7 separate regions of the Mus musculus genome follow, and all the other regions are linked to region 1. The links are chromatin contacts, called in public HiChIP or PLAC-seq and promoter capture Hi-C maps. All regions are on one chromosome and are shown on one strand. Each heading gives the region's core, a stretch centred on a gene start, on an enhancer-like site or on the middle of the called end of the contact. The rest is flanking DNA. Distances are from core to core; before and after follow the strand shown.

Region 1 (4,073 bases), core at 746-3,245:
TTGTCCCCTGACCTCAGCAAACATTCATGTGAATAAAATGTGATAGAAAGTATTTGTTAAATATTTAATAGGTCCATACAGTGGGAAACAATTCAGCCACAGAAAGTAATAGAGTAGGGGCACATGCTACACAGCACGGATGAGCCTTAAATGAGTTAACTAGAACAGGCGCACACACAGGCTGTAAGCAGAAGCTAACGGACAGGGAGGAGGAAAGCGGGTGGGCTCTGGCTTTACCTTTAAGGTGGTGAAAAGCCGTGGAACTAGATAATGGTGATAGTTGCATAACGCTGTATACAGTTAAAAGGGGAGTCACCCACCCACCCACGCATGCACGCACGCAAGCACACACAGCAGCTGGCTTTCACATTCATCCCCTTTCTGCTCTCTCCCAGGAAAAACAAAGGGTAAATAAATAAACTGAGGCCGCCAACCTTCGGGAAATAAAAAGTACCTCTCCAAATCTCTGGCCCAACTCTCCAGTGAGGACATGGGACCACACACCTGTGACCCCAGCACTGGGGAGCTGGAAGCACAGCACCCAGATTGCAACTAAGAGCCTGCTGGAGCTACCAAAGACCTACCCCCAACAAAAACCTAACGACCAAAAAGGTAGGGCAGACGATCCTATCAGACCCTCTGGTGACTAGAGCATAGACTCATGCCCAGTCCCCACAGCCTGGGTAGAGTTCTCCACAGCCTGCACGCTATAAAAGTGCCGGCCTGAGCCGGGCAGTGGTGGCACACGCCTTCAATCCCAGCACTTGGGTTCAGAGGCAGGTGGATCTCTGGGTGTTCCAGGATCACCAGAGCTGTATAGAGAAACCCTGTCTCGAAAAAGCAAAGAGTTCAAGACTGGCCTGGCCGAGGAAACCAAAAGAGAGAAGAACCAGAAATTACTGCAACTCTGCTCAAGAACATACCCAGGGCTGGACCCACAGGGCTGTGCACACCTGTGATCTAATCCTAGGTACGTGGAAGCAAGAGGGTTAGGAACTCAAGATCATCTTCTACTATATAGTCAATTCTAGGCGGGCCTGGGCTATCTGAGGACCTGTTTCAAGATGCCAGCTTAGTTGCACACATCCCTTTTACCCCAGCACTTAGGAAGCAGACACAGTCTGGATCTTTGTGAGACCAGCCTGGTCTACACAGCCGAGACAGTCAGAAGTACGTAAATGAGACCCTGTCTCCTGACACAAACAAAGGACCGAAAAGGAACATGAGGTTGGGACGCAGAAAGAAAAAAGAAAAGACCTTAGGAGAGATCTAAAATGTATGAACAGTCAGGTTAAAATTCGACACCGGTGCAATGGACGGAATGGTAAAATCTAATTAGTATTTGGTCCAGGAGGCGCGAAGCGCACACCGCAGGACTACACTTCACTCTACACAGCGGGGAGCACCAAAGTTCGCCGGGCTGACTGCATCGGGTCCCCCCGGCTGCATCCAAAAAAGCTCCAGCGGGCCAGCTTTGGTACCGTCCTGCGTGCCGGGCTGGGGGCGAAGGCAACTAACACGGGATAACAAGCTGGTGGCAGGGTGTGCAGGCCAGGGACTCGCTACCGGGCCCGCGCCCATCGCCGCACCTACAACACCTGTGCCCCAGAAGGGAGCGCCCCGGGGATGGCGCCTGCGTGGGTGCGCCTCGACGGGTGGCAGGAGACCCCGGAACCCAACACGCAGGGGTCCGGGGCGAAGGGGAACCAGAGTGCCCGGGCACACGAGACAACTGGACTCAGGGCGCCGGGGCGCGCGCGGCCTGGCAACGCGAAGGGCGTCACGCGCGTCGTGGCCAGTTGGCGGTTCCCACTTGGGGCCATCCCTGCAACCTACATCCCGGCCCGCCCTGAGACAGTCCCTAGTACCCGAGAGGAGTCCGCAGCGCCCACCCGCCTACTCGTCCCCTACAGCCCGCTGGCCGCAGCTCACCTGCCTCGCGCCGCCGCCTCAGGCCTCGTCCGCACCGCCCAGGCCCGGGACCGAAGACTCCCCACATCTACAGCCAATCGCGCGCCGCGCCGGGATCGGAGGCGGGAGCGACGCGAACGTCCGTCAATCCCAAGCGCGCCTGCTGAAGCTCCAGGCCAATGGGGAGGCCGCTGACCCGCCACGGCCCTGCGGGGGGCGGGGAAAGGGCGGGACGTGTGGCGTCAGTGGGCGGAGCGGGCGCGCTGGGACTTGAGGGGCCGCACCTAGGGAGGCTGCTCCTCTCCGGTGGCGTTAGAATTAGGATTCTGTGCAGAGGCGCACGCGCGCGCTGAGTTCCAGGCAGGGCTTCAGTGGGCCCAGAAGATCCGACTCCTGCTGAAGGAGCAGTGGGCTCCCAAACACATCCTCTTCTCAGTTGTCCCCGCGTAGCGTTTGCAGGAAACCTCCGACGCCCTGCCCTGCCCTGCCCTGCGGGCTGGAAGCCAGAGCCTTTTCTCCTGGGGACTCCACCCACCAGGCCCTCTCTCACTTGCGCAGTTTTGCAAAACCTTGAATTGCATTTGTTTTGTTTATAGGCAGGGTTTTATTCTGTAACCTTGACTGCCCTAAAACTCTACTGTAGACCAGACTGGCGTTGAACTCGCAGAGATAAGCCAGCCTCTGCGAAGCAGGACTTACAGGCGTGTGCCACCACGCCCCTCTTGGTTTTTCCTTTTTTAACTGTCTCACTGTGGCCTAGAATTCACGACATAGCCCTGACTGACCTCCAGTTTGCCACAATCCTCCTGCTTTATCCTCCCAAGCACTGAGATTACTACCATATGCCACAGGCAGCTGGCTAGCTTTCACTCTTTTCTAAAAGTGTGTTTGTGTGTATGTCTGTTTAAGTGGATGATGAATGTGTGTGTGTGTGTGTGTGTGTGTGTGTGTGTGTGTGTGCCTACAAAGGTCTCAAATGCCCCAGAGCTGCCAAAAGGGGATGCTGGCAACCAAACTACAGTCCCCGAATGACCAGCAAGTGCTCTTAATGGCTGAGCCATCCTTCCAGACCTTGGCTTTTACATTTTAAAAAAATTAATTAATTTTTTTTTTTTTTTTTTTTAGAGAGGGTCTCCATGTAGTCCTGGCTGCCCTGGAACTTGCTATGTAGCTCTGCCTGCCTCCACTGGGACCAGTAGCACTTACCACCATGCCTGGCTGGTTTTACACTTTTTAGAAAGGGTCTGGAGCTGGGAAGATGGATTAGTTAGTAAAATGTTTGCACTGTAAGCGTAAAGACCTGAATTCAATCTCAGAATACGAATTTAAAAAAACCAAAAGCCTAGTGCTGTATGTTTGTCATCTCAGTGCTGGAAAGCAGAGACTGGAATCCCTGGAGCTTGCTGGCCACCAAACTAACTTAACTTGATGGGAACCAACCCAATGAGAGATCCTGTCTCAGAAAACAAGGTGGATGGTGGTTCCTAAGGAAAGACACTAGTGAAGGCACATGCATGTGCACACATCTACACACAGACAGGGTCTGTTGCCATTGATGGCTTGGGATGCCTCTCTTTCCAGCCCAGTGCTGGGATTACAGGCATGTGCCCACATAGCCTGCTGCTGCAGCTTGTGATAGTCACTCAGGATGCACACACTCACCTCCTTATATGGCAAGCGTTTGACAATATGTTGATTTTTTCCACTGGCAAGTTGAGAGACTTTTCTGTAATAAATGTTAGAGGCTTTCGAGCCACATGGATATTTGTGGCAAACATTGAAGTCCACTATTAGTCAAGTGGGTGGATTTGGCAGGGCAGCTGGCTGGCTCCGCAGGCCAGAGAGCCCATTGTTTGCTGAAGCCTGGGCCAGCTGCTGGACATTTGGATTTTGTCAGTTAGAACTGTTGTGATTAAAGCTTTCTGTGCATTCAGAGGTAGATGTCTTTGTGGATATTTAGCGGTTTTGTCTTTTTTAATTTGACTTGTTTTTTTTTTTTAATTTTATGTGTATAAGTGTTTGTTTGCATTGTGTATGTGTGTGCCTGGTGTCCACACAGGTCAGAAGAAGTATCGGATCCCCAGAGCTTGAGTTACATATGGCTGTGAGCGATTTTGTGGGTGCTGGGAACACAACGTGGATCCTCTGAAAGAGCAATAAAT
Region 2 (4,073 bases), core at 1,126-3,625, 510 kb after region 1:
GACACAGAACAACTACCAGGATCCCTGAACGGTAGCCAGTTATTCCTTACCTTATGGCCCAGTGCATTTCAGAGAACCCCTTCCAGATCAGCGCTATGTGTCTGGGTTTGAACTGTCTGAGGCAGGCCCCAGGAAAGCCCCAGGGTAAAAGCAATAAGGGAAGCAGAAGTCAGGGATGAATCCCGTGTTCTTCCAACTAGCTGCCCTCAGAAGCCCAGGTCTCTCTGTGGCAGATGCAAGCCTGGACCTGCCTGTCTGAATAATCCAAATAAACAAGTCTTCAGTCACACATTCATATTATGAACACGGTGACAGGGGCGGCCCGTACTTTGGAGGAGTGAACCAGCAAGGACATGAGTCTCTAGAATAGACATCCTTCCAGGGAGACCGACTCTAGAACCTCTCATGGTTCCAGGAACCACTGTGCCTGAAGGGTCATTTGGAGAGTGGGAGCCTGCATGTGGTCTCTGACATATCTGGGTTCTGAAGGTATGTCTCTGTTTCAAGCAACTCAAGAATATTTATGTGACATCAACTTCAGTTAGCCTTCTAAAACTCTTTTACCCTGTGGCAAGTTTTGTTGAGAAAGGGTATAATGTAGCTCAAAAAGACCTTGAGTTCCTGATCCTCCTGCCTCCACCTCTAAGTTCTAGGATTACTGGGGCTACAACTGTCGAATCTAGAGCCCCTGTTCTGGTATCCGAATGTTTGACTCTGCCACACCCTCTAAGGCATGACACTTCTGGGGGGTGGGTGTAAGCAGGTCATCCAACAGTGTCTTGATGTGTGTGCATATGCTGACATACCATTGCGGGGATGCTGGACTGAAGATAACCCGTGTTCTCCCTTTGCAGAGACAAGGATGCTCTCTACTTGTGGCTGTTCTTGGTTGTCAAATTTGACCGTGTCTGGAATTAACTTAAACCCAAATGGCTGGGTACACCTGTGAGGGATTTTTCTTAATTAAATCATCTGAAGTAGAAAGACCCACCTTTACACTGAATCTTTTGGGTGAGAAGATCCGACTTGAATGCGGGCCATTCCTTCTCCTGGCAGCCTGTAAAAGGGACATAGAAGAAGGAAGCTCCTGCTCTTTGCCTGCTTGCCCTCGCTCTTGCTGGAAAGTCCATCCCTTCGCTGGCGTTAGAGCCTATTTCTCCAGGATTCTGGTGACCAGCTGAGAAATCTAGCCTCATGGACTGAACAAGTACAGGAGGGCTCTTAGACTTTCCCTTAGTAGACTATCATTGTTGGACTAGGTGGCCCACAGACCGCAAGCTACCTCAATAAACTCACTTACTTCATTCATATATATATGTATATATATATGTATATATATATATATATCTCCTTGACCAGTATACTATACTATTGAATGCCAGTTAGACGGGATCTAGAATCACCTTGAAGAAAAACCTCTGGGTATGTTTATGAAGAAGTTTCTAGATTGAGTTAGTTGAGGTAAGTGAGATCTCTCTAAAAATGAAGCAGCATCCCTGGGGCCCAGGAATGCCCCGAGACTGTGTTGCTTAGGCCAGGAGAAGTTGGTCCCTTTATAGCTAGTAAGGTGAAGCCAGAGGCAAGGGGCAACTGAGCAATGTTCATCCCCAGAGATGAGAGAGTGATGGCAGTTCGAGGCAGACTCATAATGGGTATCCAGTTCTACTATGGAGAACTGGAATGGCCTCCAAAGAAGAGAATCAGTTCCAGGTTTTGGTCTAAGTTATGGGTCAGAGACACAGGTGGCAGCTCAGTTTTTCTTAAGGATCCCTGCAAATGGCCAGCTGAAGAAGGGGCATGGGTCCCATTTCTGTTGTCCACAGATTGAATAGGTTTGAATGAAGGCAGGTTTACTAGGCTGGGGATGTAGGTCAGTTGGTTGGGTGCTTGCCTAACATACACAGAACCCTGGCTTGCATCTTCAGCAGAAGACAAATCGAGTGTGGTTACTGCCAACATTCAGGAAGTGGGTACAGGAAAATCAGCAGTTCAAGGTCATCCTTCCATATATATGGAGTCAGAGGATCGTCTGAATTACAAGAGACCCTGTCTCAAAAACAAGTGGATGAGTGAATGAATGAATGGGTCAATAAGTAGGTTTATTTTCGTCCTGGCTTTGTTACAAGATTAAGAGTAGCATTTTCTGGTGTCAATATGGAGTCCCAAGATGGTGCACATGGTCAAATGGTGCAAAACACCCTGTGTGGATATGTGTGTGCATACACGAATATGCACTCCTTCTGTCTCTCTAGGTTCCTATAAAGCTAGGAGGATTCATGCCTGAGGCTCCTCCCAATGACAACATCAAATCCTACTCTACTCTCAAGGCCCCACCTCTAACCACTAAAATGGGATTAAGTTGGCTCCCAGAGAGTTGTGTCTCACAGCTGGGGGTTAATTTCACCACAGGAAGTCTGGGGGAAAATCCCTAGCCTTAGTGGATAGTCACTTTACTGGCCAATAATTCTGAGTTCTGCCCATCCCTCCTATTCCTTTTCACTGCACCATTTGAAATTTTGAAACACACATAAAAAAGCAAACAAACAGAGCAAAAAGAGACACAAACCAGGCCCACCACACAGGAAGCTCAAAACTGCTGAGTAATCACGGAGACCACAGGGGTGTTTCCAGGGAGCCGAGCAGATGGCCGTGGGTGGCTGGGTGGCTAGGGAACAACACTTCCTGCCTGCTCCACAGAGGCACCAGGTCACCTGGGGACACTGTCTGGGTGTGTCTCTCCTGGACCAGTTCAGTCTTGAAATCCATGCTTGTCCAGGATCCCAGGACTTGCAGGGTAAAGAGGGGCAGAAGGGAGGTTGGTTGTGGTTGGAAGTGACCATGACCCTCCAACAAGGCCACATGGTCAGGTGGCAGAAGGAGAGTGCCTGCCACGTTATGGAATCTACACAGTTCAATCCACACTGGAAGGCAGCTAAGGCCCTGAGTACATAGTCTTCTGTGACAGACAGCCCAGGAGTCCAAGCAGCTGTTGCCTTTGCCTGGCAGAGCTGTTACTTTCTTGGCTAACACTGGGTAGGATTTTTGTGTCTTTCACATGCCATTGAGACAGAGACTAATGCAAGCCTAGATCTAGCAACAGCCCAGGAATGAACTCCCTCCCCCCCACCTCCCTGAAGGAAAAGCTGAGCCTTTGTTTGGAGACAGTCACACCCTCACACCCTCCAGAGGAAAGAATGATGTCCCCAGACTAGGTGGAGATGCAGCAGGGAGTGGGTGAGCTCTGTCAGGGTTTAAAGGTTCAACGGGCCACACAAGCTGTTTTGGAGAATAACAAGGGGAGTTGTCCCTTCTCAGACATGAACATAGCATGAGGCTGTCATGTGACAGAGATACCACTGTGAGACTCATCAGTGACATCAGTGAAAAAACACAGGCCACAGTAGTCTCACGGGCTCCTCCAGTTGATGAGAGTATTGACGGCAATTAGTAGAGATTGATTCAATCAATGATGTGGAATTGAGACGTTGTGCAGAAATCACTTTCCTCTTACTGACTCCCAAATAGCTTTGATTGGAAAATAACATAAAGACTGTCTTAGGGTTTCCAATGCTGTGAAGAGACACCATAGCCAAGGCAAGTTTTATAAAGGAAAACATTTAATTGGGGCTGGCTTACAGTTTCAGAAGTTTAGTTCATTATCATCATGGTGGGAAGCATGGCAACATCCAGGCAGACCTGGTGCTGGAGGAGCCAAGAATTCTACATCTTGATTCAAAGGCAGCCAGGGGGGGACAGGAATTCCACACAGGGCAGAACTAGAGAGTAGAGATGCCAAAGGCCATTCCCCCAGTGACATTTCCCCCAACAAGGTCACACCTACTCCAACAAGGCCACACCTCCTAATAGTGCCACTCCCCATGGGCCAAGCATTCAAACACATGAGTCTATGGGGTGGGAGGTTTCAAATCTATTCAAACCACCACAAAGACTAAGAGTCAGGCTGATGGTGCACACCTCAGCTCTCTAAAGGTGGGGACTGGAGGATCAGGAGTTCAAAGCCATTCTTGGCTACTGTGGTGGTTTGAATATGTTTGGCCCAGGAAGTGACACTA
Region 3 (4,073 bases), core at 1,074-3,573, 410 kb after region 1:
GTGGCACATGCTTATAACCCCAGCACTGAGGGACAGAGACAGGAGGATTCCTGGGGCACACCAGCCAGCCAGCCAGCCAGCCAGCCATCTGCCTAGTCTACTTGAAGAGTTCCAGTGATTCCGAATACGGGGCAGCTTCTAAGAAATGATACCTGAGGTTCTCCTGTAGCTACAAAGATTCCTAAGGCCAGGCCATGCTTCTCAGTAGGTGGCATGCACGAGGACATAGCTGAATCTGGATCCAGATGGCTCTTGCCAGTGTGAATGGAGGAGACTTACCTGTCCAGGTGGAAGGCAGCGATCTCCGCATTGTGCCTCTCATAGTCAGAGAAATAAAAAAAGTCAGGCGGCGTCTCCTGCTCTCTCGTCTGCCTGTAGAACACAGATAGAGACAGGAAGAGTCTGTCACAGAGGGGACTCTCTGGATTGAGGGGACAAGCAGAGGTGTGGGTGCCGCTGGAACTCAAGCTGACACCCATTTCTAGGTGTTCTGCTAATCAGCTGTCAGAGGATCATCATCGAGGGTTAAATGAAAGGGACTGTGATGGCTCAGTGGCTAAAGATGCTTGCTGCCAAAGCGAAGACCTGATTTCAACCCCCAGGACCCACATGGCCGGAGAAAAGCAATGCCTACAAATTGTCCTCTGACCTCCACATGTGCTGTGGCATGCATACTGCCCCTTCCCCCCGCCCCGGGCCCCATAAATAAGCCTATGTTTCTTTTAAAAATAAATTATAGGCAGTGGGGAGATGGTTCAAATGACTAAAATGAATGCTTTGGGACCTGAGTTTAATCTTCAGGACCCACACTTAAAAAGCCAGTTCTGGGGGGAGGTAGACCGGAGGATCCCCAGGGCGCACTGGCTAGCCAATCCAACCCTACGCCGTGAGTTTCTAACCAGCGAGGAGAAAAGAAACCCAAGGTGCACCAGGTGTGGTGGCACATGCTTTTAATCTCAGCATTCAGGAGGCAGAGGCAGGCAGATCTCTGTGAGTTCTAGGTCAGCCTGGTCTACAAGCAAGTTCAAGGTCAACCAGGGCTGCATAGTGAGACCCTAACTTTAAAACAAACAAACAAATCCAAGGTAGATGGTGTCTAAGGGTGACACCTGCTGTTGACTTGAGTCCAGGTACACACAGGCACATACATGTACGTACCCACTTGCACATGCTTGTACACACACACTCTCTCTCTCTCTCTCTCTCTCTCTCTCTCTCTCTCTCTCTCTCTCTCTAAATTATTTAAATTCCCAATGTGTCACACATTCAAGGCCCTAACCCCACAAGACTCATGGCTTCTTAGCTGTCCGTTTTGTTGCTCTGTTTCCTGAATTCTTCAGTGTAGGTCCAACACCCTATAGTAGCAGACACACTGTGTGCCAGGTGAGGACACATGCTTTTCCTGGCCCACACTTAGAAACTTCATCAGTAGGGGATTTGGGTAAAGAGCAGGCCCTGGGTTTCCATCTGTTGGGTCCTGTTGCTCTGTTCCTATGGCTGTGTATTCATTCAGTGAGGCTGGGTATTTGGTGATGACTTTTGCCCTGGCCCCAGAGGAACAGAGGTAGCACACAGCAAAGAACACATACTGTGGTCCAGGATTCCTGGTAATTCCTACTCCTGCCCCACTGCCTAACCCTGCCATGACATCTTCTCTTGGATGGCAGGTCTTGGAGGGTTGACGCCAGGCCATCTGGGGCTGTTCAAGAGCAGTGAGCAGGGAGATGCTAGCAGGCACATCAGAAGCTGCTCCCGAGCAAGAGAGGCTGCACTTGCCTCAGTCATGTCTGCGTCCCTGCTCAGAGGAATCAAAGTGGTGAGCGTTGGCCACATCTGGCCCTCTGGCAGATGGCCTGGTGTGGTTCACATCCACAACCACAGAAAGCCTTCTGCTGCACCAGGGAAGCTTTAGAGCCCTTGAGAGGAGCAAGCCTCTCAACTTAAGACACTTTCTATATCAAAGGGCATGACCCCTGAGCTCTCAGGACCCTGGGAGAGCAGCTGAGAAGAGCAGGGAGCTTGCTGAATGGACAGGGGAACCCTCAGGTCCCCACAGGGCCCTTTCTCAGTCAGGAAGTTCAAAGGTCATTTAATGCTAGCCAGGGACTCTCATGCACCCATCCCGGACTCACAGGCTGTTCAGCTTGGGTCTTGGCACCATGCCTCTGTGTGTGTGTGTGTGTGTGTGTGTGTGTGTGTGTGTGTGTGTGTGTGGTGTGCATGTGTGCACACGCGCACACGCCCATCCTCTCTAGGCACTAACACCCCTGCCTCCCACAGTGAGCAGGAGACAACCCTGGAAGGACTGGCATTTGACCTTCCCCGTCTCCTTGCCAGCCAAAGATACGGAAGCCAGGTAGCTATGAAAGGTCACCGTCACTCCACAAGAATCAAAGTTCCCTCTGCTGACGTAATTTGACCTTGATGTGGAATTGTTAGCCTGCCATTGCCCAAAGTCTTGTCTGAAGCAATGTTAGCATGAAATCTGGACCCTCCCCGGCTCCCTGCTTCCACCCTGGGCCATACATTCAAGCGAGAACTCCTCCCAGGATGTGGTCCTGGGGCTCAGCCCTGATCAGTGGGCACTTTCGGGCCTCCTAGGCCTGGATGCTCCCACAATGGAGTCCCACACACCTTCCAGCTTTAGATTCTTCCTTGCAGAGACACAGCTGAGGTTGCTGGGCCCTCCCAGTCCTCAGTCACACTGGCAGGTGAGGCTGATGCCCCCTACATTGCTGAGTGATTAGATTTATGTACAAGGTATGCACAAGTGGCCTGGGTGGGGTTCAGGTGGTGGGCAGTGGCCAACTATCTCTGATAGTTTCCTGACTTGATCAAACGTTTCCTCCTTAGTCTTCCAGAAGCCAGTGTGGGAAGGCGTGTGTGCATGCCTGTGCATATGCGCGCGTGTGTGTGTATGTGTGTGTGTGTGTGTGTGTGTGCTCGCGTGCGTTGTGAGGGGTAATAGGGGCCCATGGCTCAATGGCCACTCACTTTGACGGGCTGATGACTAGGAATGGCAGTGGCTGTACACGGGTGCATGTGAAAGCTAGAGGAAAACCCCGAGTGTTGTTTTTCGGGAGCATCCCATCTGTTTGTCTTTTGTTATTGTTTGTTTTCTCAGACAGATTCTCATGTAGTCCTGGCTGTCCTGGGGCTCACTATGTAGACCAGGCTGGCTTCAAACTCACAGAAACCTGCCTGAGTCTGCTTCCTAAATGCTGGGAGTAGAAGTTTATGCCACCAGGACAGCCTTATCCACCTTTTCTTTTCTTTTTTTTTTTTCCTTTCAGGTCTTTCATTGGCCTGGAACTCACAAAATTGGCCCGGCTGGCTGGCCAGAAAGCTCCTGGAATCTGTCTGTCTCAGACTTCCTATGCTAAAGTTACACATATGCACCCCAATGTCCTATAGTGAAAGATGAAAGAATCTGTCTCAGCCCTCCCTGGTCTCAGCCGCCTACTGTAACTAACTGTACGGGGCCTGTGCTCAGTGTTCTCTGAGGTCCATGCCTAGGCAAGCAGTTTAATGGCTGAGCTATGTTCCCAGCCTCCTCTCTCCCAGAGTGGGGGTGTCGACAGACTGATAAGCTTGTTGAATGGATATCTACCACACAGTGGCTGCTGAGGGTCCATGCAGGGCTGAGATGGTTAAGTTCTGACCACCCACAACAAGCGTGCATATGCTGACACATGCATACAGTCATACATACACACACACACACACACACACACACACACACACACAGAGGAACTCCATGTATATTAACAATGTGCACATGTGTGTGACACACAGACACCCTACGGAATAGGCTGATGGGGGGACTTTAGAGAGCAGGAGTTAAGACAAACTCCTCTGATGTTTTCTAGGTTCAGCTGTGCAGAGGGGACTTGAAAAGGCAGCCTGTGACTACCTCCCACCTACCTGAAAAGCCTCAAAGCTGGGGAATCTATCAGCAACTTTCCTCTGGACTGCATGGGCTCTGTAGGTAAAATACAGCTTGTGCGGGGCTGAGGACATGGCTCAGTTGGTAAAGTGTCTGTCTAGCGTGCATAAGGTCCTGGGTTCTATCC
Region 4 (4,073 bases), core at 769-3,268, 370 kb after region 1:
GTGGTCATGTACCAGCAAAGAATGAAGATGGGTGGAGTTGGCCTGGGAAGGTTGTCACAGGGGCTGGACAGACAGACTCCTCACCCGTAGCATGGGGACAGATCTGCCTCCCTATTGGTTCAGAATCAGAGTCAGGGCTGAAAATCCCACAAGCTTCAAGGGCTGAGGGTATATGTAGGTGATCTGAGGTTTGTGGGAGCAGATGGGGCTGGGAGTGGAAAGCAGGCCGTCTTAGGAAGCTAAGGGGCCGCTCATAGGGAGAGCATGGCTCCTGTCTAGCCTGTGGACAGGACTGGACCTTGCCACAGCCCTGCCCCTAGCTCTCCTGACCTAGTCTTAGATCAATCCCTACCTCAAGTGGCCTTCAGCCTCAGTGGACCGGGGTCCATGAGCTGACAGGGGACAGTTGGAGGCTGGAGATTCTAGGCCAACATCTGTCCCAGTCAGTTTATCTAAACAGAAAACCGAGAAATCATTCCAGACGTCTCAGAAGCTCTGAACACATGTGGCTCGTTCTGCCTTCGTGTCTGGAAACACTGACCCACATCTGTGCGCCCAGGGCTTTTGAGGGAAAGCACGTTCCAGCACCTACCCTGTGTTGGGACAGACCTAGGTCCAGGAAGTGTGGATGGCAAGGATGTGGAAGCTGGGGACATTTGTTTCTAGTGTGCTCCTGTTCCTTCTCTTAGCCTATGTCCCGTGTGACCCAGACCCTAGAGCCAATCACTCACCTGGATCCACAAGTCTCTGAGGCAGGTCTCCATACCTATGGAGGGAGGTGATGAAGCATCCCACTGCTCACTGCTGTTGCTGTTCACTGTCCTGCCTGGGCTGGAAGCTCTGTCCTGCCCTAGGCCACAGAGGCCTGGGCTGAGAAGGATGTGTTCCCACACTTAAAAGCCACAGGGGTGTTTATGAGGCTGAGCAGAGGAGAAAGGCATTACAACAAGGGATTGCATGTGTGAGGCAGGAGGCGTGACGTGACAGCAGCAGGTCAGAGAGAGCCAGCAGCCTACCCTGGACCAGACGCCATTCCCTCCTGATGGCCTGGCTGCCATCCTTGCTCTTCCATATGTTTTTCAAACATGCTGGGCCTCTGGTCTGTGATCAAATGTGTTACATGTGTGTGTATGTGTGTGTACGTACACGTGACTGCAGGTGTGTGATGTGCATGTCTGCGCTGTGTATGTATAGGTGTATGCTGTAACACTTCCTGCCTCACAGATGCAATCCCTTGTTGTAATGCCTTCCTTCTCTGCTGGCTTCATAAACACCCCTGTGGCTTTTAAGTGCAGGGACACAGCCTTCTGAGGCCAGGTCTCTGTGGCCTAGGGCAGGACAGAGCATCGCTGTGTGTTTTTGTGTGCACATGTATACACTTCCACTTGTGTGTGTCCAAGCATGTGAATCTGTGTGCTTGTATCAGTGCCTGGATCTGCACCCTGTGTGCTGGTGTTGAGGACGTATACCCACTCGGCCTGCCCTTGCACTTCTGCTGGACATGCAGGTCCCCCGGCCAGCTGAGTCTACCTGCACTCAGGCATTACAGGGGCATGGTGAGAGCTTCCGTACCCAGGAAATGCTGGCTGGGGACAAGTGGAATTGGTGGCCTGGGTGGGAGAAAGCATAAATCTCTTCTACTTGGATGCAGCTAGACTGGGAACGTGGAGGCCTGACTGATCTCCATACGCCTCAGCTTCACCTGTCTGAAGAGAACATTCACTCAGGTTGCTAGGTAAGGCCACTCTCCTGGTAAACCCCACATGAAGGGTCCAATCTTCCCCTGGCTGATGCTGCCTGCAGACTGGCTTTTGTTGTTTCAGGGACCTTCCAGAGAGGCAAAGGCTAGCAAGGCCTTCTGGGTCCCTTGCTGGACTCTTAGGTTCCTGCAGTGATCCCAGTGCCCCGTGCCCAGCCTTTCTTCCAGTGGCTTAGCCATCCCTTGATTTGTACAGAGTCCCAGCTGCTGTCCCTGCCTCCCAAGTTCAGAGGTCACCCTGGTCAGGAAAGAGCTGTCTTGCTCATCTAACTTCCTGTCTGGGGAGCAAAGCTACCCAGTTCCTTCCAGCCACGACCAACCACATCTACATTCGAGGTTAATAAGAGGTGGAGGCCCTGGGGGGCACTGCAGCAGATGTGCTCTGGAGGGCAGAGTAGTTCTCAGTGGGGGTCCTCTCACCAGTTCAGGGATTGCAAGAGGTCCAGGAGGATGGAATATGTGGCCTCCAAAACAGTCACATATCCCTTGCTCCTTGAATTCCACTGACACTTACAAAGAAAGTCTGGGAGTTGGGGACTCAGATCAATGTCACAATACTTGCCTAGCAGGTGTAAGGCTCTGGATTCTATTCTGAGTGCAGATTGGGGTAGGAAGACACAGAAAGAGCCTGAAGTTGGGCGTGGTGGTGCACACCTGTACTGTGAGCATCTGGGAGGCAGAGGCAGGATGGTCCCCGGTTCAAGACTACCTCTGTCTCAAAAGAAAATGTAAACCCAACTGTGATATCAACGCTCTGGAGGCAGAGACAGAATTATTTCAAGTGAGAGGCCAGCCTGGACTACATCGAGAGGTCCAGTGACAGAGCCCGGGATGTGGCAGGTCCCCAAGCTGGGTGAAGATGGGGATGGCTGCATCACCCTTAGCTGAGGGCTCTTCTTTGTCACCTGGATTCTACACAGAGCACAGGGCCAAGCCGAATAAAGTCCTGACATTCTCATTTAATTTCCTCTTGAGAAATGGCAGCACCATGTGACCTCTCTCTGTGTTTATTATAAATCTAATACCCCGTGTTTCAGTTCAGTGAACGCACATCTTATTTGGAACCTGGGTTTGAAGTCGCCTAAAGCTGGCCGGAATGTAATTGTACTGGTGCATACAAGAGCCTGTTAATTTCTGTTGGGCCTCACAAGCTCTGCACTGGTTTGGGGACTGTCCCTCCTGCACAGTGGGACAGCGTGAGGACCAGGCACTTTTTGCCCAGGATGTGACTGGCATTTTGTGCACTATGAAAATGAAAACGTAATTTTGAAACTGTTCACAGATTGTTTGTTTGTTTGTTTGGACAACAACAAAAAATCATATTACAAGCCATTAGGCCAAGCCCTTTTCTCCCCTCCCCTCCCCTCCCCTCCCCTCCCCTCCCCTCCCCTCCCCTCCCCTCCCCTCCCCTCCCCTCCCCTCCCCTCCTCTCCCCCCTCCCCTCCCCTGTCCTCCCCTGTCCTCCCCTCCCCTCCCCTCCCCTGTCCTCCCCTCCCCTGTCCTCCCCTCCCCTGTCCTCCCCTCCCCTCCCCTGTCCTCCCCTCTCCTTCCCTCCCCTTCCCTGTCCTCCCCTCTCCTTCCCTCCATTTTCTCCCCTCCCCTCCTTTTCCTCCCTCCCTCCCTCCCTTCCTTCCTTCCTTCCTTCCTTCCTTCCTTCCTTCCTTCCTTCCTTCCCTTCTTCTTCCCCTTTTTGATGTAACTCCTCCTGAGAAAGTGGCTGGTCATGGTGCAGCAGCAGACCAGCAGCTGAGCCACAGTGGGGGTTCTGGACTGTTCCAGGTCACCTTATCGTCTGAATAGTGATTCAGCTAGTAGATAGCATGTCCTGTTTTTCACAATATTGCATTTACTTATGCTGTGTGATTGTGCATATTTGGGTAGATTGTCACAGAGTACATGGATGTCAAGGGACAGCATTCAAGCGTTGGTATTTTCCTTCTACTGTGTGAATGTGCAATGTAGGAAAGCAGACACCTTACCCACTGAGTCATCAAAACAGGTTTTTGTTTTGTTATGTTTTTGAGATAAGATTTTACTATGCAGCTCTGGTTAGCCTGGAACTCACTGTGTAGCCTAGGCTGACCTGGAACTCCCAGAGATCCGTCTGCCCCTGCTTCCCAAGTGTGGAGATTAAAGGTGTGCAGCACCAAGCCCTGCCATAGATTGGTTTTTACTTTTAATTCTAGAAATGCATGCTCTCTCTGTGTGGCTATGCACACAGTGCAGGTGCCCACGGAGGATAGAGGAAAGCGTTGTATCCCCTGGAACTGTAGTTACAGGTGGCCTTGAGGGTGTGGATGCTGGGAGCCCAACT
Region 5 (4,073 bases), core at 1,016-3,515, 350 kb after region 1:
TAGAAACTTTGCAAGGTCAAAGATACACCTGACCATGGATCCCACTGTGATTCTCTGTGTGAGAATGGAACAGATCAAACTCTCCTTCCTGGGCCAGAACCCAGTGGGTTATGTGTCAGTGTCCATAAGGTCTTTGGGAGGTCATCTGGCCTTGGGGTCAGAGTTCCTAGGCCAAGTGTCAAGGGGCGCTAACTTTACGGTGAATACTCACTTTGCCTACAGTAGCCACACTTTCAGGTTGGAAACTCGGGTGGATATTACAAGCTTTGACCCTATTGGCGTTTCATGAGAGGCTATCTCATCCCACTCAAAGGCTATCTGCCATGTTCCTTCCGGATCTCCACTACCTGTGTTCCCACAAGACTGTTTGTTTGCCCTAACTCCCAGGCTTGCTGAAAGAGGCCTTATGAGTAAAGCAGGCGGGCTTGTGGGTCCACCCTGGTGTGAAGAGCCATTCCTCCTCCCCCTCCCCTCCACTATCATCTCATCCTTACTGACCCCAGATCGGGCGGGTGGCTTAGGATGTATGTCCCAAGGGGCTTGTTTTGTAAGAGTGGCCTTGCCATTGCAGCTGGAGCTGCCTGGGCCTGGTTTATGGGTAGCCCTCTGCTGCCACCTGGTGTCCATTGTCTGCCACGCACCCTTTCTACTGGACTTTGGCGTTGCAGATGTGCGCATGCTCCTGGCTGTTGCACGAGGAGTCCCTGGGGTGGGGTTACATGTGTTAAGTGTGTGTGTGTGTGTGTGTGTGTGTGTGTGTGTGTGTGTGTGTGTGTGTGTGTGTGTGTGTATTTTGAGGAGGATATTGGCACCCCTAAAGTCCTGCTGGTACTGGGCCTGACATCCACTCATGAACAGTGCTTTTTAACTGGGCACACCGCAAATTGGCAGAAGCAGCGCTGCACCTGGAGGTTCCAACCCCTTGATAGCAATGGGGGAAAGTGAGTCCCCACGCCTCCTCCTCTGTCCGTGGCCGTGGCCTTAGTGACTTTTTCGGTGGTCTGGCCCCCCATGGAGCGCATCAGTTCCGCTGAGAGCTGTAAAGGATGGAGGCCTGCTTGTGGGTGGAGTTGCATTCTCCTGGGGAGGAAGCCAGTGCAGAAAGTGTGCAGTAATGAATGCCCTCGCTCGAATCCTATGATTTAAGGCCACAGCGCTTCCTCACTGGGAAGTATAGTTCAAAAGAAATTACAGGGTGTGGGACTTGGGATGCTCTTCTGTGATCCTCCGAGAAAGGAGGATGGGGAGTTTCAGGCCAGCCTGAGCTACATAGTGTGACCCAGTCTTAAGAAAAATAACAAACAAACAAACAAACAAACAAATAACAAACAGAGGTTGGTGTTGTAGCTCAGTTGGTAATGTATCTTACTTAGCATGCAGGAGGCCCCGGAGCCTGGAGTCTGAGCACTGGGATTGTGGAAACAGGAGAATAAGAAGCTCAAGGCAAGAAGCTCAAGGCTATCTCCAGCTACTTAGCAAGTTTGAAGGCATCCTGGGCTACATATGAGCCAATCTCAAACAAAACAAAACAAACAATCAAAACAAAGACAAAAAGCAGATCAGTATCTGGGGAGAGGGGGGCAGGAATACAAATTTCTGTGAGGCTAAACTGGTCTGTATAGCAAGTTCTAGGCCAGACAGAGCTATATAGTGAGACCCCGTCTTTTAAAAAGTTAATCAGTTAAAAATTAAGTGAGAAGACACAAGATGCCTTTGCTGCCCTGCATGTTGGGTGACTTGAAGATCAGGCAACATCAAGGCCCTGGAGTCGGAACCCTCAGCCTTGGCATAGAACAGAGAGAAGGAGAGAGAAGAGGTGAACGCCCGGGACCTAGAGGGGAAGAGCTGCAGAAATGGGCTTTTATTTTAAGCACCTGGTGAGAAATTTTTATTAAGGGGAAGGCATGGGGCATGACCAAGTTCAAAGGTCCCCTGGCAGCAAGAAGGTTGGTGGGAGGGGGGAACACGTAACAGGTGCATGGCCTTGATGCACTCTGGGGTGAAAGGCTCAGGAGAAGCTGGAAGTGGCTTTAGAGTTCACCATAAAGGCTGGGGATTTGCAGGGAGTGGGAGCCAATGAGGCTCAGGGCCAACTGCCAGGTTTGAGCTGGAATCACCCACAGGTGTGATGGGATCCCGGCCAGGACGCTGTTTAAATGGCCCTGTTTTTGAGCTTGGTGTTACATTCTTCACATTATCTCAGTTACTGAGCATAAAAACCCAGGGCAAGGCGGCCCTTATCTGCTCTGGTGGCACGCTACCAGCTGTGTGAGTAAGGCTTTATTGCCCCTGTTCAAGGCACAAGGAAGCTGGCTGGGAGGTGACAGGGTTGCTGTTTTGGCAGCAGCCAAGGGCAACAGCAGTGACTTCATCTCAGGTCACACAGCACAAGTGTCGGGTGTGCGCAGTTTCAGTATTCAGATGCAACTCCCTTGATGGACGCTCACCAATTTCAAAGCATACAGTCCCACGGTGTTCGGTGTATTGATGGTGCTACACAGCCATTCCCACAACATTCACACAGCTTCTCTCCCCCAAAGAAACTAAGGGGCTAAGCAGGTAGCCCAGTCAGAAAAGCATCCTGCATAAACACAAGGACCTGAGTTCAGGTCCCAGGATATGTGTAAAGGCTTGCATGGTGGCACATGCTTGGGATCCCAGCTCAGGGAAGCAGAGGAAGGAAGATGTGGAGCTGCTCTGTGCAGCCAGCCAGCTCAGCTCAATCAGTGAGCTCTAAATTCAGTGAAAGACCCTGTCTCAAAAACTAAGGTGGTCAGTATCCTGACCACACACATGCTCGCGCACGCGCACACGCACGCACGCGCACACGCACTCACACAAACACACACGTGCATACACATGCATACACAGGAAACCATGTACCTTTTAGCAGTTACCCAGCTCCTGATGGCCACTGAGCCTATGGCTTTTAGCTCTCTGGCTACATCACATATATAGCCTACCCAGTGTGTGGACTTTTGTACCCACCGAATGTCCTCAAGGCCCATGGAACATTTCTGTCTTGTGAAGGAGTGGCAGTCCAAAGTGTGGCGTGGTGTGCCATTTTCGTATCCTGTCATCTGTCGATGGGTGCTGAGTGGTCCCTACATTTGAACTCTTACGATGCTGCTCTGAACATTCATGGGGAAGCTCCTAGTTTTAATTCCTAGCAAGTGGGGGCTGGAGAGATGGCTCAGTGGTTAAGAGCACTGACTGCTCTTCCAGAGGTCCTGAGTTCAAATCCCAGCAACCACATGGTGGCTCACAGCCATAGGTAATGAGATCTGATGTCCTCTTCTGGTGTGTCAGAAGACAGCTACAGTGTACTTATATATAATAAAGAAGCAAATCTTTAAACCAACAACAAAAAATGCCTAGCGAGTGTGTGAGAGTATGAATGGGGGGAATTGTATATACGGGGCTCGTATTTGGAAATCAGAGTACAGACTGGGGTATCCTCAGGATATCTTCCACCTTTTGTTCAAGACTGAGTCTCTCACTGGCCTTGAACTTCACCAAGTAGGCCACACTAGCTATCCTTCAAGCTTCTGTGTAGTCTCCTGCCTCCATCTCCCATCCTGCTGAGCAGTGATTATAAGTATGTGTCACAGTATCCAGATTCTACATGAGTTTTGGGTATTCAAATTCAAGTCCCTGTGCCATCTGGACAGCTCATGTTTCCAATTCGTTGGGTACACCCCGAGCGGCTAAGTTATCAGAGAATTTAGGTTAGCTTTTTCAGAAAATGCAAACATGTTTTTCAAGGCAGTGATTTCAATGCATACCCATCAACAGGGTAGGATGCTCTCAATTTGACCACACCCTCACCAGCCCTGTTTTGCCCATTTGTTTCTGTTGTGGGAGAGCAGGGCATGCTCATAGGAGACAACTTGTAGAAGTCCATTCTTTCCATCACGCTGTTCCCAGGGATCGAACTCATTGTCAGCCTTGGTAGCAAGTGCCTTCACCCACTACGCTGTCTCCCTGACCCAGTTGTCTCTTGTCCCTAGAGAATGTGAGGTAGTGTCTCTTGCTGGCTTTGATTTGTATTTTCTAGTAACCAGCATCCTGGA
Region 6 (4,073 bases), core at 1,155-3,654, 340 kb after region 1:
AATAATCATGAAAACTGATCCCAGCCAGAGAGGCAATCAGAAATTTAATCATAGCCAGAGGAGTCAAAGACACTATAAGAAGACTAACCTGGGCTCATGGGGGCTCACAGAGCCTGAATCTAACTAACCAAAGAACATGCCTGGCCTGGACCTAGACCCCTGTCTTAGTTAGGGTTTTAGTGCTGTGAACAGACACCATGACCAAGGCAACTCTTATAAAGGACAACATTTAATTGGGGCTGTCTTACAGTTTCAGAGTTTCAGTCCATTATCATCAAGGCGGGAGCATAGCAGCGTCCAGGCGGGCATGGGACAGGAGAAGCTGAGAGTTCTACATCTTCATCAGAAAGGTGCTAGCAGAATACTAGCTTCCAGGCAGCTAGGATGAGAGTCTTAAAGCCCACACCCACAGTGACACACCTACTCCAACAGGGCCACACCTTCTAATAGTTCCACTTCCTAGGTAGAGCATATACAAACCATCGGCTGCACACCTGCTACCTATGTATAGGGGAGCCGTGATGGTTTATGGGTCCTCTAACAATTGGAGCAGGAGCGGACTCTGGTCCTGTTGCCTGCCTTTGGGACTCCTTTTCTTAGCTGGGCTGCCTCATCTGGCCTCAATAGGAGAGCCAGATACACTTTAGTCCTCCTGCAACTTAATGTGCCAGGGTGGGTTGGCACCCATGGTGGGGGTGTGTGCCCTTCTCTGAGGAGAAAAGGAGGAGAGGATGGAAGAAGGGGAATGTGAGAGTGGAACTGAGAGGCGAGGAGGGAGGGGGGCTGTGATTGGGATAGTAAATAAATAAACAAACAAACAAATAAATAAGTTTAATCTCAGCACTCGGGAGGCAGAGGCCTGTCTGGTCTACATAGTGAATCCCATGCCAGTTAGGGCTACATAGTGAGATCTTGTTTTGTGGAGAGGAGGCACAGAAAATAACTTCATCATGAAATTAAAATGAAAGAGTAATTATCCCTGTGAACTTAAGTTTCCTTCAAATGAAAAACAAATTAACTGAGACGCATTTAACTTCACGGTTAGACAGCTAACCCAGGATGGCTTCTGCGGGGTGAAAAGAGTTTCTTAGGGCAGCAATACATACACACATGTTTACACACAGACATATGTTCATAAATACACCTGTGTGTAGGCAAATGTGTGTGTGGGATGCAGATGTGTACACAACACATATATGTATGCATATGCAAGTGTACAAACGCACTGATGTATACAAGCACACATGTGTATGTATGCAGATAACATGTGTATGGACACAGACATGTACACAAGCAAGTGTACATGTGTGTGTGCATATAGGTATATGTATGTGAAAGCATAGATATGGGCATAGCACACACATGTGTTCATTCAGACACATGTGCATAAGCACACATACACGCACACAGATGCATGTGAAAGCACATACTCACAGTCTCCAGGAGCGACAAGGCTCTGCCTCTTGCTGGTTTTGCTTCTCTCATGGAGAGCCTGGTCCCACCCTTGCTGCCCTGTGACCTTGTGCCTTGTTTAGGTGGAAAGGAATTTCTACATCGTTATCAGTGTTCCCAGCTTCCCTCTGTTGAGTCTGGTCAGCCATACCCCTATCTCCCCAGAAATCTGTCTATTTCATCTCAAACAGCAGTTGCATCAGGGTAGACCACAGGCACCGCATGTCCAGAGCTAGTCTTCACAGCTGCTCTACAAAGTGCCTCTCAACTCCCTGTAGCCCTGGTGCCCCTCACCAGGCAGGAACCTCTGCCCTCCTGGATCCTGTCAGCTGTCCCTCAGTTCTTCTCTCTGAAGACTCTACCGACTCAGTTTCCTAGGACAGAGGGAAGCCTCTCTCCTGCTCTCCCCTGCTCCTGAGAAGGTACTGCCCTCACTCTGGGCTTTAGTCATTCAAGCCTGGGCAGGGGACCAGATCGAGACTGCCAGCTGTAGCCTGCTGCCTGGCTTTTGGCACAGGCTGCACACCTCTGATGGCTGCTGGAGGTTTTGGGGATGGCATCACATGACTTTGGATCTCCCAGGATTCAGAAAGCCCCAGTGGCATGGTAGCTTCTTTGGCGAGGACAGGTCAAGAACAGCTGCTATCCAGGGCAAACCTACAGCACCATTCTTCAACTTTGGATGATGCTACCAAGTCAATCAGTTTGTGTCTTCCTTACCTGGGTGGGCTGCCCCGTAACCACACAGAGAGGGTAGGCCTTAGGACTTAGAGCAGTGTTCTTTGTGCAGTGGAGTTGCCAGCTATGAGCGTGCAGGGCAGGGGTATTTCTGTTTCAGGAGCCAGCACAGGGCCAGGGTTTGAGGACCACATGGGGCTGGTAGGTGGAGCCTCCTTTCCTCCTCCAAATAAAGGCCCGCTCTCCTCACCCTGGGCTGAGCAGTAATGATTAACGTGGCTGGCTCTGTTCTCTTTGTTTCTGCTGGGCTGGGACTGTGGATGCGGGAAGTAGGGGACACACAGTCTCTCCCTGCTGCGCATGAATGCTGGGTTTATCTTCTCTTCAGGCTTCTCTGGTTTCAGCGCCTTATTTGTTCTGACATAGATGGGCTTTATCTCCAGTTCCTAATGGCCAATGGAACCCCAGATAGTTCCTCAGAGGCTCTGGCCCACTGTAGGTGTGCTGATGGGATTGACCATGCTGGGTCTCTGAGGAAGACACAGCCCACAAGGGTCCTTGTCTGTGTGACTCTGTCCGTTGTTTGTGCTCAAGGGAGGCAAGCAGACAGAGCAGAGCAAGAAAGCCTCCCTTAGCAAGGGGTGGAGGCCTTGGGGATAAAGACCTTTCAGAAAACCTTTGTACTGGGCACTCATCTGTGGTCATACTGGGTGCTCACCTGTGCTCATACTGGGTGCTCACCTGTGGTCATCCTGGATACTCATTCATTCACCTGGGACAAGTTGGTTCAGCAATTGCTAAACCATATTCAGTTGCTGCATAGGCTCTAGATGGTGGGGCCTGCTATTTTTCCTGAAAGAAATTTCTAGAAAGTACTTCCTCATACCCCTTTCTTTTTTGCTGGTCTCTGATCCAAGCCTCAGTAAGTTGGACATGTGCCCTGGTTTAGCTCTGGACAGAGTGGATGGAGCCCCAGGGCCTCTGGGGGCTGCAAGCTGGAGCTGCATCTGCCTGCCCATCTTGCCTTGTGTTTCCTCCCTGAGTCCCTACTGCTGTGCCCTAGTCTTCCCCCATACTCCCCCCAGGTCCCCCCACCCCCTGTCAGATTACTAGGCCTCCAGAAGCCTAAAGCCAGGGAACAATATGGCATAACCTGGCAGGTGTCACTGGAAGTCTGATTAGATTTTCTGCACAGCTGAGAATGTAAATATTGGTGAGAGTCGGAAGACCAAGTCATCTCTGGCAAGATATTACGTCATTCCAACACCTGCTCTGGACAGAGCTCTAAGGGCATGTGACCCACCTCATGGCTGGCATTGCCACAAGAAGCTGATAGGTGTTGCCATGAGGGACACAGTGTATGACCAGCTGCGTGTTTGCAGAGCTGGCAATACCGGCCACTAGGTCCCAGCATGGGACTCAGCAGGCCCAGCTGTCTCTGCCTGGACACTGGGCCAAACAGTGAGTTCTCTGGGCCCCCGGAACTTATCTTGAGTCAATAGAGACTCTGGGCAGCCACAGAGGCTGTTGACCAGGCCAGCAGACAAGAGTGGCATTCAGGTCCCTAGCTGGTTTCCAGTGAGCTCAGCTGCTCCACAGCTGGGGCCAGGGACGGCCTGCACCCCACCCGCCTGCTGGGCCTGTTTTCCTGCTGGTAAACAAGGAGCCTGGGAAGGGTCAGAGCTCTGGGCATCAGTGGAGCAAGGTCTTTATTATGTATAGCTACAGGCACCTGGGGGGAGGAAGCTGTGGTAGAACACAGAAATAGCCACACCATGGCACCTGTGGGAGGACAGTGGGCAGATTACCCTTTGAAGCAGGAACCATAGTGTAGTGACCAAGTCCTGCTCTGGGGGCTAGGGTTCTTCAAGATATCATTTGATGACTGAAAAAGTTGAGGAGGGGTCACTAGAACAGGCAAGAGCAAAGAGGATGTTCCCCTG
Region 7 (4,073 bases), core at 973-3,472, 300 kb after region 1:
TTCAGGAGGTAAAGAGCTTATTATGCAAAAATGAGGACCTGAGTTAGATCTCCCACGTAAGGGATAAACATGGTTGCCTGGGTAATTCTCGTGCCCAGGAGGAAGAGACAGGCAGATCCCTGGGGATCATCCAGACTAGACTAATTGTGTGTGCCAGGACAGTTAGAAAACTTGTCACAAAAACAACGCATATGGAACCTGCGGAATGACACCTAAGGTTGTTCTCTGGCCTCTACATGCACGCACAACTCAACACAAACGTATGCACACACATTAAAACAGAACAGACAAACAAGTAAACAAAAACAGGCTCATGAATGTAGCTCGATGGTAGAGCTAAGAATCTCTCGATGAGGGGCTGGGGGTGTGGCTCAGTGGTAGAGCTCCTGCCTAGAATCCCCCAGGGAGGAGCTGGGGTGTGGCTCAGTGGTAGAGCCCCTGCCTAGAATCTCCCAGTGAGGGGCTGGGGTGTGGCTCAGTGGTAGAGCCCCTGCCTAGAATCTCCCAGTGAGGGGCTGGGGTGTGGCTCAGTGGTAGAGCCCCTGCCTAGAACCCCCCAGGGAGGAGCTGGGGGTGTGGCTCAGTGGTAGAGCCCCTGCCTAGAATCCCCCAGTGAGAGGCTGGGGGTGTGGCTCAGTGGAAGAGCCCCTGCCTAGAATCCCCCCAGGGAGGGGCTGGGGGTGTGGCTCAGTGGTGGAGCCCCTGCCTAGAATCTCCCAGTGAGGAGCTGGGGTGTGGCTCAGTGGTGAAGTCCTTGCCTAGAATCCCCCAGGGAGGGGGTGGGGGTGTGGCTCAGTGGTAGAGCCCCTGCCTAGAATCCCCCAGGGAGGGGCTGGGGGCGTGGCTCAGTGGTGGAGTCCTTGCCTAGAATCCCCCAGTGAGGGGCTGGCAAGTGTGCCTTGGCAGTGGAGTTCCTGTGCAGCATGTGAGGTCCTCGGTTCTGTCCCCAGGAAGCACATACAGCTTGGACTATGTGCGATATCCTTCATCTCTTCCTAAGATTATTTATGTATGTCACATGAACAGGATGAAAATGCTGTCTGTTGGTGCTACTGTGTATCACTTCCTAACCCTGATGTAAGGACATCACCTGTGACTTCAGCTTAGGTATGTCAGGAGCATTTTCTTGACACCTCAGCAATTGGCTGACACCACACGCCCTGCCCGCCTTTCCCCAGGGCTGGCAGTGAAATATTCACCTTCTCTGAAGCCTGGTTATCTTGGAACAGGCTCTGCCATGGGTGGGGAGGGCGTGGTGACAGGCATGTGTGGCAGAGAAACTACCTGTCTAAGAGACACTGGAGGAGATGCCAGCCTGAGGCCTGGGGCTCTGTCTTCTGCTCAGTATCTTCCAGGCTCTGTCACTCATCTGTATGGCTCCTGCAGCTACTCCCTTCTCTTCCTCAGCTCCATTCTACTCAAAACATCTGCAGAGACCATGTGCCCTCCCTGGGTCTCCACAGGAGTAACTGCAAGCTCTTCAGGGTCCAAGCTTGAGTCTTGCCAACTCTGAGGCTTTGAATAGACACCTTGCTTTTTTTTTCCCCTTGTCGGTTGGGATAGTCTATGAGCTCGGACTCATGAAGGCATCCCTTGACAGATAAGTGCCCATGGGCAGTCACCCTGGAGGGCGATGGCTAGTACTCATGGCCCCAGAAACCCTGGCTCAATAGGAACCTTTACTTACAGACACTGGTAGACTGGACCCCTGAGCCTACCCATGGGGCTTATTCTACCTCAGCTAGAATGGCACTAGCAGACAGGGCTGCCGACCACCAAAGCAAGGGGTTCCTCAGGGTGAAGATATATACGGGAAGTGAATTCCAAGGTGCCTAAGTGACAGGTCAGAACCTCTCTATTGTCACCTCCAGTTTGTTCTGGGAGCTCAGGTGCCCCTTCGTGCACTGAGAAAGCCGCCATGCTCATTCGTTCAAAACCTGAGCGGGCTCCAGCTGCCAGCACAGAGTGAGAGGGCGATGCTCTTGTCAGGCGAAGGCTGAGGGGTCTCATCAACACTCTGGAGGGCACAGCCTGGCTTCAGAGCAGTGCTGCATGGCACCATCCCAGCTCTCCCGTCCTCACCCCGAGCTGTGCCCTGCAGACAAATACACATTCCTCAGCAATGAGATCAGCGGGCCCCCAGCAGGAGCTGCTGGGGAACTTGTCCCCACTTGTGATGACAGTAGGTCAGATCACCACAGCTGGAAACCAGGGGAGTTGTGTCCTGGGGCCAGCTGGCCTGCTGCAGTCTCACACTGTCTAAGACCTGGTATGCAGGAGGTGAGAGGAGCCCCAGGCTGGGCCGGTTCCTGCCCGCCCAGGGATGGCCACTCCACAGAGGAATTGGGGCCCATCCTCAGGTGGCCCCCAGGCTCTCTTAGAAATGTGAAACTTGAGGATCTGTCTTGTCAGTTTATAATCGCTATTTCCTTTGAGGTGTGTCAGGGCTCCACCCCTTGGCCTATAGTCTGACCCCACTCCGGACTAAGACCCCCAGTAGCCTCATGCTCTGTGTACAGCTGGCTCTCTAACAACCTGTGGCCATCATGTCCACCTGGAAAATGGTCCTGAGCCAACACTGAGCTCCACACATCTACTTTAGAGGCCCGGTGGCAAGCAGCCCACTGTCTACTGAAGGCCCAAGACTCTAGCTTTACCCCTTGTAACAGGACAGCTGTGGGCCACAGTGTGGGCCACAGTGATGTCCTCTGTTGGAACCCAACACTGGCTTGTGTTGGCCTCATGACTAGGAACCTTGCTTGGTCCAGTGCTCTGAGCTGCTCAAAGCTTAGGAACTGTGCCTAGCAGAGCCCACACCCTCTCCTTGGCCCAACTGGACAGATGTTACCCAAGACCAGGGGCTTGCCACAGGGTTCTATCTTTAACTTTGGGGCAGCCATTTCCCTTCTATTCTGAGAGGAAAAAATTCCAGTGTTGCTGGGTTCAAAGGATTCCAGAAGATGAATCTACCAGAACAAGTGTGGCCTTCGCCACAGACCTCAAACATGGCTATCACTGTGTCCCATAAAGGTGGGGGAGGAGAGGGGCAGAGAACTGGACTGTGCTCAACTGGAATGAATTCCCAAGAGGCCCACTGCCTGGCTGATGTGTATGTGTGTCTTGCAGCTTTGGTCAGACTATCTTTCTGACCCACTTACACCTAGCCCACAACTCTGCCAGCCTTCCTAGCACCCACATCTGTATGCCCAGTGTTCTCCTGCTCTAGGCCTTTGTACCTCCCATCTGCTGTCTGCCTGCTGCACACATCTCTCAGATCCACATACCACCTGGTCCCTATCATTCAGGTCTCAGCCATTGATCAGTTCTTTCCCTGACTTCCTGTTCAGCAGCCCTGCCTCTACCCTGGGACCCCACTTCCTGTTTTAGGGTGATCCTCATATCTAGGATGATTTTGCTTGTTGCATTTCTTACCTCCTGACTCCACCCCCAGGTTCTTTTTCTTCCCCAGTCTCTTTCTCAGGGCTCTACCTGTCTCCTGTCATATGCTAGGAGTAATGAATTTGTTTGGTGAATGAATGAATGAATGAATGAATGAATGAATGAATAATGCTCAAACTGCCCTGACCTTTTTTCTCTTTTGACATGTGTACATGCACTTGTGTGTGTGTCTGTGTCTGTGTGTGTGTGTGTGTGCGCACAGTCCAGCAGGTTAATCCATGTGGATGCCAGAGGACAGTCTTAGGTGTTGTTTCTCAGGCACTGTCCACGTTTTCTTTGTTTAATCTTTTGAGACAGGGTCTCTCACTAGCCTGGAGCTTAGTGATTTGGTGAGGTTGGCTGGCTGGCTGGAAGCCACACAGACTTGCCTGTCTCTGCCTCCCCAGAGTTGGGATCAGAGTACAAGGCACCCCACACTTGGTTTGTAACATGGGTGCTGGAAATGCAATCTTAGGTCCTCATCTTGATAAACAGGCACTTAGATAACAGAAGGGTAGCCCCTGCCAAAGCTAGGGATATTTGCTTTTTTTGGTCTCAGGCCTGCAAGGACCTACAGGACCATTTTAATAAGTGAGTTGGGTTTCACACACACACACACACACACACACACACAC

The links. Promoter capture Hi-C pulls out the DNA fragments that hold promoters and counts their contacts. HiChIP or PLAC-seq counts read pairs in DNA pulled down with a chosen protein or histone mark.
Region 2: a FOXA1 HiChIP or PLAC-seq map of pancreatic cancer cells shows a contact between it and region 1. The contact joins the enhancer-like site here to the promoter of Sun1 in region 1. A contact is called at or near these places in 5 of 115 datasets of contacts at active chromatin or transcription factors (T-cell acute lymphoblastic leukemia, bone marrow-derived macrophages, embryonic stem cells and 1 more).
Region 3: a contact with region 1 is called in a promoter capture Hi-C map of liver, with 2.4 times the contacts expected there. The contact joins the enhancer-like site here to the promoter of Sun1 in region 1. A contact is called at or near these places in 7 of 39 promoter capture datasets (the 3T3-L1 cell line, cranial neural crest, hippocampal neurons and 2 more), 5 of 115 datasets of contacts at active chromatin or transcription factors (bone marrow-derived macrophages, craniofacial prominence, embryonic forebrain and 2 more) and 2 of 9 other capture datasets (embryonic stem cells and macrophages).
Region 4: an H3K4me3 HiChIP or PLAC-seq map of bone marrow-derived macrophages shows a contact between it and region 1, with 4 times the contacts expected there. The contact joins the enhancer-like site here to the promoter of Sun1 in region 1. A contact is called at or near these places in 11 of 39 promoter capture datasets (the 3T3-L1 cell line, the HPC-7 cell line, the SN4741 cell line and 8 more), 1 of 484 Hi-C or Micro-C datasets (bone marrow-derived macrophages), 20 of 115 datasets of contacts at active chromatin or transcription factors (acute myeloid leukemia, bone marrow-derived macrophages, craniofacial prominence and 13 more) and 4 of 9 other capture datasets (adipose tissue, embryonic stem cells, liver and 1 more).
Region 5: a contact with region 1 is called in a FOXA1 HiChIP or PLAC-seq map of pancreatic cancer cells. The contact joins the enhancer-like site here to the promoter of Sun1 in region 1. A contact is called at or near these places in 23 of 39 promoter capture datasets (the 3T3-L1 cell line, 3T3-L1-derived adipocytes, the C10 cell line and 14 more), 3 of 15 datasets of contacts at CTCF or cohesin (the NIH/3T3 cell line, pro-B cells and stem cell-derived epiblast-like cells), 2 of 484 Hi-C or Micro-C datasets (bone marrow-derived macrophages and embryonic fibroblasts), 38 of 115 datasets of contacts at active chromatin or transcription factors (the 230-238 cell line, the HPC-7 cell line, the SCID.adh cell line and 25 more) and 4 of 9 other capture datasets (adipose tissue, embryonic stem cells, liver and 1 more).
Region 6: an H3K27ac HiChIP or PLAC-seq map of extraembryonic endoderm stem cells shows a contact between it and region 1, with 4 times the contacts expected there. The contact joins the enhancer-like site here to the promoter of Sun1 in region 1. A contact is called at or near these places in 12 of 39 promoter capture datasets (the 3T3-L1 cell line, 3T3-L1-derived adipocytes, the C10 cell line and 8 more), 2 of 484 Hi-C or Micro-C datasets (bone marrow-derived macrophages and embryonic fibroblasts), 28 of 115 datasets of contacts at active chromatin or transcription factors (the HPC-7 cell line, T-cell acute lymphoblastic leukemia, acute myeloid leukemia and 21 more) and 4 of 9 other capture datasets (adipose tissue, embryonic stem cells, liver and 1 more).
Region 7: a contact with region 1 is called in a FOXA1 HiChIP or PLAC-seq map of pancreatic cancer cells. The contact joins the enhancer-like site here to the promoter of Sun1 in region 1. A contact is called at or near these places in 1 of 39 promoter capture datasets (hippocampal neurons), 3 of 484 Hi-C or Micro-C datasets (bone marrow-derived macrophages, cerebellum and embryonic fibroblasts), 6 of 115 datasets of contacts at active chromatin or transcription factors (embryonic forebrain, embryonic stem cells, large pre-B cells and 2 more) and 1 of 9 other capture datasets (adipose tissue).

Annotation. Positions count from the first base shown.
Region 1 is chr5:139,198,559-139,202,631 of GRCm38.p6, reverse strand. It overlaps Sun1 (Sad1 and UNC84 domain containing 1), which reads right to left and starts at 1,995. Exons shown (of 23, transcript NM_024451.2): 1 at 1,933-1,995.
Region 2 is chr5:138,693,238-138,697,310 of GRCm38.p6, reverse strand. No RefSeq gene overlaps it. Among named protein-coding and RNA genes, the nearest start is that of Fam20c, 60 kb to the left of the region's middle. Within about 2 kb of position 2,375, at least 98 of the 459 cell types and tissues checked have an H3K27ac peak or open chromatin away from gene starts, as enhancers often do. A contact at or near this core is called in T-cell acute lymphoblastic leukemia, bone marrow-derived macrophages, embryonic stem cells and 1 more, where this site is marked.
Region 3 is chr5:138,789,486-138,793,558 of GRCm38.p6, reverse strand. It overlaps Fam20c (family with sequence similarity 20, member C), which reads right to left. Exons shown (of 10, transcript NM_030565.6): 4 at 280-372. Among named protein-coding and RNA genes, the nearest start is that of Gm5294, 29 kb to the left of the region's middle. Within about 2 kb of position 2,323, at least 3 of the 459 cell types and tissues checked have an H3K27ac peak or open chromatin away from gene starts, as enhancers often do. A contact at or near this core is called in liver, where this site is marked.
Region 4 is chr5:138,826,001-138,830,073 of GRCm38.p6, reverse strand. No RefSeq gene overlaps it. Among named protein-coding and RNA genes, the nearest start is that of Gm30206, 2.8 kb to the right of the region's middle. Within about 2 kb of position 2,018, at least 16 of the 459 cell types and tissues checked have an H3K27ac peak or open chromatin away from gene starts, as enhancers often do. A contact at or near this core is called in acute myeloid leukemia and bone marrow-derived macrophages, where this site is marked.
Region 5 is chr5:138,844,818-138,848,890 of GRCm38.p6, reverse strand. No RefSeq gene overlaps it. Among named protein-coding and RNA genes, the nearest start is that of Gm30206, 22 kb to the right of the region's middle. Within about 2 kb of position 2,265, at least 22 of the 459 cell types and tissues checked have an H3K27ac peak or open chromatin away from gene starts, as enhancers often do. A contact at or near this core is called in pancreatic cancer cells, where this site is marked.
Region 6 is chr5:138,863,387-138,867,459 of GRCm38.p6, reverse strand. It overlaps the pseudogene Gm31891. Among named protein-coding and RNA genes, the nearest start is that of Gm30206, 40 kb to the right of the region's middle. Within about 2 kb of position 2,404, at least 32 of the 459 cell types and tissues checked have an H3K27ac peak or open chromatin away from gene starts, as enhancers often do. A contact at or near this core is called in extraembryonic endoderm stem cells, where this site is marked.
Region 7 is chr5:138,896,725-138,900,797 of GRCm38.p6, reverse strand. It overlaps the pseudogene Gm31891. Among named protein-coding and RNA genes, the nearest start is that of Gm38726, 36 kb to the left of the region's middle. Within about 2 kb of position 2,222, at least 39 of the 459 cell types and tissues checked have an H3K27ac peak or open chromatin away from gene starts, as enhancers often do. A contact at or near this core is called in pancreatic cancer cells, where this site is marked.